Linked DNA regions of Anas platyrhynchos: region 2 is linked to region 1. A link is a contact called in public Hi-C data. All regions are on one chromosome and are shown on one strand. The core of a region is the stretch at or near the end of the contact, and the rest is flanking DNA. Distances in the headings are between cores, read along the strand shown. Region 1 overlaps RAB11FIP4 (RAB11 family interacting protein 4). Region 2 overlaps LOC101798301.

Region 1 (4,138 bases), core at 717-3,216:
CTACATAACTTGGCATGCCTGTGGCTGTCACATTTCCCACTTGCCCATGGTCCATTTCTTTCTCCCGGCTTTAGCATTATGTTTGTCAGCCTGTGCTTGACTAAGGGCACTTTCTAGTCCTCTTACAGAGAATTCAATTTACTATTTGTACCTTTTGACATTTATAACAAAAACTTATTACTCATCAAACTACCTCATGCCAGCACCCACTGTGACAGTCTTTACATGTACGGACTGCTTGCTCTGCTAAATGCTCTCTGCATGATATGGAGCACGTACTCGTTAAAGTGAGTTATCTCCAGCAAAAAGGAAAATAAATGCCAAGTGCTACACAGCAGTGGATGTAGATTTGTGTAATGAAGGAGACGTGTTTACACAGTTCTAAAAATTCCCAGCTATATCTTCAGCTATAAGGTTAGGCCTTATTTTTCCTATTTCAGCTGTACTAACAGTGCTTCTAGCTAAAGACTTCTAAGCTGTCAGCCTTTGCTTAAGCCTGTTAGATAAGCGTACCACCTTCCCCAACCTTTTTCTTTGGTGGGCAAAAGTTACAAAGGCTTTCAAAGGTTTTCAAAGGTGCAAGAGGGATTTAACTACCAAAACCAAGGGGCATCTTAAACCTCTCTAATCTGGAGTTTAGCTGCAAGGTCTTCTGTGTCCCCTCTTTGCTGCCCAGTTCTTATCTGAGATTTTTCCTGATCACAGTTACTCATTTTCCTTGACCATTAAGGTCCATCTCTTCATGATAGCCCTTGACCATTTAAATTCAAACCTATAATTTACTCAGAAAAAAACACAGGAGAAAAAGCACCGTCTCCTCCATACCTAACCTACTTGGGGCAGCCCTAGCCACTTCTTCAGAGAGCCATCTGGCACAGGCTTTCGTGTCCTGGGCCAGAACCGCAGAAGCCAATCAAGCATTTGAGCCATTTCCAGAACATCACCAGGCACTTAATCCAATTTGTTTACCGAGCTGAAGAGCTCCATTTGGCAAACGGAGCCAAATCTTCCTTTTATTGAAATCACAGACCAAATTTCCAATGCAACTGACAGAGTCAGGACAGACTCAGGTTCACCTGAGACCACCTCCTCCTGCAGAGGTGACTTTTTGTTGGGAAGACGTTTGAGCGTGCAGCAACCAGCGTCCCCCGTGGGAGACATTTGCTGAGTGCAATTAATGTGCTGGCGTGGCAGCTTGGATCCCCTCATCCTGCTGGGAAGATTTGCATGTTATTACACCCGGCAAAAGGAGAAGAAGAAAAGAAACTGCTGAGAGGCCATTCTCCTTCAGGGTTACTCAAACACACTGCTGCCACCTTGCTGGACCTCATCCACCATCCAGCAAACCATGGAAAGATGCCAATGGCTGCAAGAAGCTTAGGATTGTGCCACCGTTTTCACCCCACTTAAGAACTAGGTTTAGTAACAAATAAATGTTTCGTTGCTCATTTTCCCTATCAAGACACAAACTGTCACCCCTAACAATGGAGGGCTGTGGTGCTGCTCTTTCCCCAGGGCCCAGCCCCTACCACCAGGACGTTGGGTTTTGGCACGCAGTTGGTAAAGAAGCCTTTCTTGTCCAGTGTTTTTTTGCAACACTGCTAACACATCTCACCTTTTGTTTCCCATATCTGGAGGATGATTTGAATTTTGCAAGTACTCCAAGAGGTTTACGCAAGGGGCATACCATAAGAAGGGAACTGAATTAACCTGCAGTGTCTCAAATACTGTTCACATGTCTTCTTATTACCTGAACATATTTTGGCTTGCAGCCTGGGAAATGCCAGTGAGCAAAATGAAAGTGTCACAGTCCAGAAAGGAAACAGGAAAAAAAACAAGGTTTACTCTGGCACATCTCAGTGTGGAAACACGAAGGCATTGGACAGCAGCTTGTATAGGGAGCTGTCTGGTCAGGCACACAGGGTGCTTTCTGCCAGTATCTGTCTTGAGGACAAACATTTTTGCCCGGGCTTGCAGAACTGCCATGATCAGTATTTCAAGCCATGCAGCAGTATGCACCCAAGGCTAGTCTGTCCATAAATAACCCACTGCAAATACATGAACGGATACTTCCTGGCTACTTTAAGGACCTCCTGCACTGAGCTGTCCCATTGTTGCTATAATTTCATTTTCCAGGAAACAATAAAACTGAAAGCCACTTCTATGGCTGTTTAGAGATATTTCATTTGAATGCCTACTTGTATCACAAGATTTTAACGTGCTCAGTGTGCTCTCGCCCTTGTTATGGCTGGGAAAATCTCCTCATTCACATTTCTGGGCAACATTTGGCAAGGAGACCCAGCTCCACTGCAGTCAGTGAGGCAGCGAATGGAGGCGAAGAGCTAACCCAAGGGTGGTTTCAAGTCCTTCTATATTTTCTACAGCTGTGCAAAAGGATGCCCTCTGTGGAGAACACTCCTGCAGGGCCGTGCATTGTATAAATCACTGTGCAGGGTGACAGAGTTTAGGAGCAACCTCATATCTGGAGGAGGAACTCAGTTACCAAACCACAGGAGAGTGGTGAGGCTGCTGAAGTTTCTTTGGCTAGAGACACACGGTGAGCCAGCACAGAGCCGGCTGCTCTTGTGTCCGTCAAAAGACTGCTCAAGACAGCGGCGTGTGTCACTTCTCATTCACCAAAGCACTGGGTCACTCTCTAATCTGATTCTGTCAAAATTACTGAAGTTAAAAACACATTTATCCAAAGTATGCCAAAAGCAGAAGTGTACACGGTGCCTTTGGCCAGAACTGCAGTGGGGAACAACCTGCAATCTGGCAATTATTTGCAGGGGCAAACTGAAGTAAAAAGACAACTGCCCGCACTCTGGTAAGAGGAAGACGCTGCAGAACAAGAAATCTAAGCATCATAACCACTAGATCATTTATCCTCTCCTTTTGTGAAAACACAAGTACTTCTGGAAAATACCAAACTAATGCTAGTAACCTCACAAAAGGCAGTGCTGGCTCTCACAGAGGCAGGACAGGCTCATCTTTAACCCTAAGCAAAGATGATGCAAGTGTTTTCCAAGTCACTGAAGGGGAGGACGTGAACCTTTAACATTTTCTGTTTGCTCAGGATGCCAGACATGACTTCCCTTACCACATATTTTTAGATATTTACCTTCAGTTTCATTTAAAAAAATGTTTTTCACACTCTAGCAGACAGTTAATTTGCAAACAGACACTCTGGCTGCAAATAAACACAACTGCAGCAAAGTGGTTTCCTGCAAATGTTCCAAGAAGGAGAATTAACCCATGCTGTGTCAGGCAATTTTCACGGGCAATTAAACAACTTTAATACTATGGGAAATCAAATCTGGCTACCTAATTGAATAAAGTTGGTTCTTGGCATTTTTCCTGAGACCAATAGCTTTTTTACTTCATCTACCCTTGGATCTTTAATGGTGTTTTAGACTTGTTTATGATCTCAGGCTATATTTAGTAAAATTTAGTTGAGTCTTAGCAAACTCCGACGTACTTTTAAGAGCAACGAAGTTCAGCTCATTAAAGAGTTTTAGCCTGACTCACAAAAGGAGAGCTCAGCTCTCCACATTTACCTGGACAGTCCTTCTCCCTAGAGCCAGCCCAAATACCGCTCCCGTTTGTAAGACATCCTTATTAAGAACACACAGACTCATCAAATCCTCTCCAGCTATGGTGCGTTGCGAAGTTTGAGATCTACAGCTATAAGCCTAAACGGGCTCATGAAGACTTTGATGTTTTCTGCTGTGCTTTACTGAATGAAATTCTTGTGGTAGCACAGCTCTTCTGCTCCTTAGAACTGGTAGGTATTGCAAACACTGGTGTCCAGCAAATAAAGGTAAACTCCTCTTGTACAAGTGCAACACATCCATCTCAAGTTCTCTGTTGGATCTTTGGGGCAAAGCTGATGCAATCCTATTCTCAGCTACGGGACTGCAAATTAAGTTAAGAGAGATAATCAAAACTCAGCACTGGTTCTGCAGAAAATGTTTGTTTGGAGCAGCTAAATGAAAATATAAAAGCAAATTTAAAAAAAAAGTCACAAGTGCAACAGAAGGCCAGAAATATTCCGCTCTGGAAAACTTTCTTTTGAAAAAACATTAAATTTCATAGTACATTATTTTCACAGTACTGATAACCTGCCACAGTGGGAGCT
Region 2 (4,138 bases), core at 976-3,475, 270 kb before region 1:
GGTGGGGGTTTGTACTTCCATGGGCTTTGAGAAGTGCAAGGTAAGAGTATTCAAAGCTGTTGGTTCTTCTGAAGCCACATGTAGAACAGGTGTTCCTAAAGTTAAGCAGTTCATGTGTTGACATCAAGTATATTGATGCCTTTTGGCTCTTCTTGACTCTGCATGTGCACAGGAGGCTTTCAGCTCTTTGGGGGTATTTTTTGCTTTTTAATTAGCTTGTGTCTGGTTTACCAGGGTTTTGCTAAACCTTAATCTCAAGAGTAGGAGCTAGCAGTAGGGGTGAGGAAATCTGGGTTTGAACACCGAAGGCTGACTACTGCCGTCTCGATTTCGTAGTAATAATGTTGTGCTAGGGGAACATGAAATTTTCTGCATGAAGAATGAATATGGAGCTGAAATTCACTGGGAAGCAGCAGCCTTGGTGGTTGCAGTAAGCTGTGCCATGTAGTGACCCTCCTGGCTGAGTAGTGTTGGGCTACCAAGCAAATAGATTGGATGATTGGGATGGGTTGGATAGGTAGAAAGGGTTGGAATGGGTGGAGAGTCTATCATGTTTAAGATTCATCTTAATTATCTTAAGAAAAATCTGGATTTTTGAGATAGTTGCTTGTTTTCAAGCTTTTTACAGTGTGTAGTATACAAGGGAGGAATGCAGCTTATTTTGCAGTGATAGAGGAAGTCTCCATGCCTGAATGCCTCATCAAATTCACTAGTAATAAACAGCATGCTTCTTCTTGCTTAGCAGTCTTACCTTCTTCAGTGAATTTCAGAAAGTCTTTTGTAGGTGAATTTCACCCTGATAAAGCATTCTGTCATAGCTCATAGCCAACTTTGTTCATTAATCTCCTATCCATACAGCTATGTACTTTTAAAATAACTTGGATATTGATCAGGATTTGGAAGACAAAGTATTTGAACTACTTTAACAGTATATGAGTTAGTCCCCACTGAACGTTGCCTGTTCTGTCTTCCGAAAAAAAGGAAAAAAAAAAAAAAAAAAAGAGCATTTGCAAACACTTCACTTGGTTTCAGAAGGAAAAAAACATTGTCAAGGGCAATAATAGCAGAAGTAGAATCCACTTATCAAACTTTCTTTGTCAAGGCTGATATAAAAATTATGTTTGGAAGGCAGCTGTGTTGTAGAGCGTTTTAGAGGCAACTGCTTGTAAACATGAATAGCTTCATGTATTGAAAAGTCCGGGTTCGCTGGAAAAAATGGCTTGAATTCCAGCATGTGATTTGCCAAATTAACTATCTATTAAAATTTATAATGGAAATTATAATGTTGCTATAGTTACCAAAGCTTCCCTAGCTCCAGGATGGCAGTGCCTTTCACTTCAAAGACTTTTTTTTTCCTCCCTTCTTTCAGTAAATAATGAAATAGTACTTCAAAAAGTGCTTTTTATTTGCATGAATTAGTTGGTGGAATTGTTGCTATGAGGAATCAGAAAAGCCAGAAATATAGCTGTTCCCCAAGCACACACTTTTATACGATGACACCTTTGAATTAAATCTCATTAAATTTTATTCTTCAGGTCTATACCGTAGGGCAGGGGTGACCATCCTTTGGCTGGGAAGACAAGTACAGCTCAGGGCGGCTCGCTGACTGTGGATAAACCTCAAACAGATACCACTGGGGGTCTCATGTGTGATACTGAGAGAACATGGTTGTGTTTGTGTGCGTTTGGGTTTATATGAGTGGCTTATGCCCACTTGGTCTTCAAATTAGTCTCTCGCTTCCAAACATTTCTGCTGTAAAGTACACCTTGACTAGCATATGAAAAGTTTGGAAGGAATGGCTTTTATGGCCAGATACGCCGTTATTATTCCGTTAGGGCTCATTTCCTCTGAAGCTGCAGGTGCTGGCACAGTCAATGTTGTGACCAATTCCTGCAGAATATTAGCACATCTGTCGGAAAGTATAGCCTGTTATTTCTACTACGAAGGGATGGACGTAAGCCCTCTGGTGAGATCCTGTTTGACAATTCCTATGCAGCTTTCCTCCCCGAGCTCAACAAATAACAATATTAGTGAGGTTATAAAAACAGCACCATGTGAAGCAAAGGAAATAAACCCAAAGTGTTTTGCTCTGTCATCTTGGCATCTGTCCTGCCCCAACAGCACATCTGCCCAGCAGAGGCCAAAGATTGAGTGCTGCTTACACAGCTTACTTCTGTTGGGGGTTGTCCTATACTGAGAAGAAAAGGGTATGCACTTGAGCATATCTTATCGTGTCCTCTAGGGTTGTTATGCAAAGACGGATTTCTTGCTGTGGACATGCCTTTTCTGCATGTTATCAAACCTTTTTTTGTTTACCCATTTTGGAGTTTCTGCTTATGGTTTAAAACAATTTTTAAGATGTGCATTAGTGTCTGTAAATAAGCGTTGGAGGGAGAGTATTTGCTAAATTAAGTTTATTTGCTTTACAGCTGCAAAGCTTTCTCCTTCAGGAAAACAATCTATCAGGATACATAAAAGCTTTCAGTAAGTTTTTGAGTGTGCACATCTGGCCAAGACGTGACGTTCCTGGTGACACAATTCCCTACCCCCTTCCTCATGGCTCTGTCCGTTGTGGGTTAGGCTGGAGAGGTGCATGAGGATTCCTTTCAGCCTGCTTCAGACACAGAGGAGGAGGATGTAGGTCTCCAGTGCACTGCTTATGGCCAGATTCATCACCTGTTTGTGGGGTTCTCCTGTCCTTGTGTCAGAAGTGCCCAAAGGCTTCCTCAAGTGAAGTTGAAAAACAAATGGTGAGGTAATATCAACTGCAAGTTTTATTACAGCTTGGATGCGTACGTAACGTCTAGTATTTCTTATATAAAAACGTTTATTTTGGATGAAATCTGCAGGTGGTCATTGTACCAACCTTCCTGAGGGTAATCAGGAGCTGAGTGGAGGAAGTTTCTTTTGAGTCTGATACTTCTAGGTCCATCTACCATGTAAGAGCCTTTATTGTCTGTGTGTTCTTGAGGTGATGTAAGAATATTCGATGTAATTGCGTACTCAGAGAAGAAAGGGATTAAAATGTGAATTTGTCAGTCATCAGTGTCCATATCCTCTTCTTCACGGTAATAAATAGGGAACTTGCTATTTAAATCCTACAGGCAGTTTTGAAAATAGCTGAAAGCCCTCACAGTTCTGCAACATGCAGTCAAGACAGTTATTTGTGAAAACAAAATGATTCCCATATGCATCTTTGCAAGTACATTTTTAGGTCCATCCAGGGCGTATTTCTGAAAGAGCTTATTCACCAATAGCAGTGTGTCTTAAGGTTCAATTTTCTGGCACACTTCAATCTGCTGCCTGAACACGTTCTGAGGGTTGGAAACATCATGTGGTTTAAATAAATAAAAACACCAAATTGCCTGCAGTGCATCTGTGCCCTCTTACTGTGCAGGTTAGCTGCTACTGTGCCATCAGCCTGACAGTTTCAATCAAGTTTTTAATGGACTCCCAGGGCTTCCCCAGTTTTTGTTCAAGCAGGCCTAGCACTTGTCCTCCCCAGACTGTTGCAAGGAAAAGCTTTATTTTGGCTTCTGATTATCCAGAAGTATAGTGATAGAAAAGAGAGAAAGTAGCCAGACAATGCTAAAATACAAGGAAAAGACCTATCTTTAGAAAACCTGTATAGCTTACATTTTGTTTTGTCAGATTAGGAAGTACAACTATAGAGCAGCCACCGATCAGACATGTCTGTAATCTCTTCCAGGCTTTGACAGATTGATCAGTTTTAATTAAGACTATATTGTTTCATTCGTTTTGCCGTTACACCTGAGAGCATTCTCAGCCTGTGCAGGTTTAGACTTGCAAACCTGAGGGGTTTTTCAAAATATAATTGTTGGTCATTTAAAAAAAAAAAAAAGAGTGTAGGCTTTTAATTTTCATTCCTGTTCAGAAAGTTTCCAAATCACCTCTTATGCTTACATTTTCAGCAGAGTTTTTTGTATATCAAACCTTATATGGAAGGAAGGGTGTTCCATAAAACCGTAACAGTTGCCCCTTTGGAATAGTTGTGGGCTAATGTTCTCTTCTAAATAAAATAAGACGTGATTATCTTTCAATGTTAGGTTTTTAGCAGCAGCTATGATAACAACTGGTAAAGTATTGCAACGTATATGGAATAGATGTTTTTATAAAG

What was found. Hi-C and Micro-C count contacts between places; a contact is called where the count stands out from the background.
Region 2: a contact with region 1 is called in a Hi-C map of skeletal muscle, with 5 times the contacts expected there. The contact joins two enhancer-like sites. A contact is called at or near these places in 4 of 8 Hi-C or Micro-C datasets (liver, skeletal muscle and subcutaneous adipose tissue).

What each region holds. Positions count from the first base shown.
Region 1 is chr19:5,998,314-6,002,451 of IASCAAS_PekinDuck_T2T, reverse strand. All of the region lies in intron 2 of RAB11FIP4 (RAB11 family interacting protein 4), which reads right to left. Among named protein-coding and RNA genes, the nearest start is that of RAB11FIP4, 46 kb to the right of the region's middle. Within about 2 kb of position 1,966, at least 2 of the 8 cell types and tissues checked have an H3K27ac peak or open chromatin away from gene starts, as enhancers often do.
Region 2 is chr19:6,264,303-6,268,440 of IASCAAS_PekinDuck_T2T, reverse strand. The region is part of intron 3 of LOC101798301; the gene reads left to right. Among named protein-coding and RNA genes, the nearest start is that of UTP6, 27 kb to the left of the region's middle. Within about 2 kb of position 2,225, at least 1 of the 8 cell types and tissues checked has an H3K27ac peak or open chromatin away from gene starts, as enhancers often do.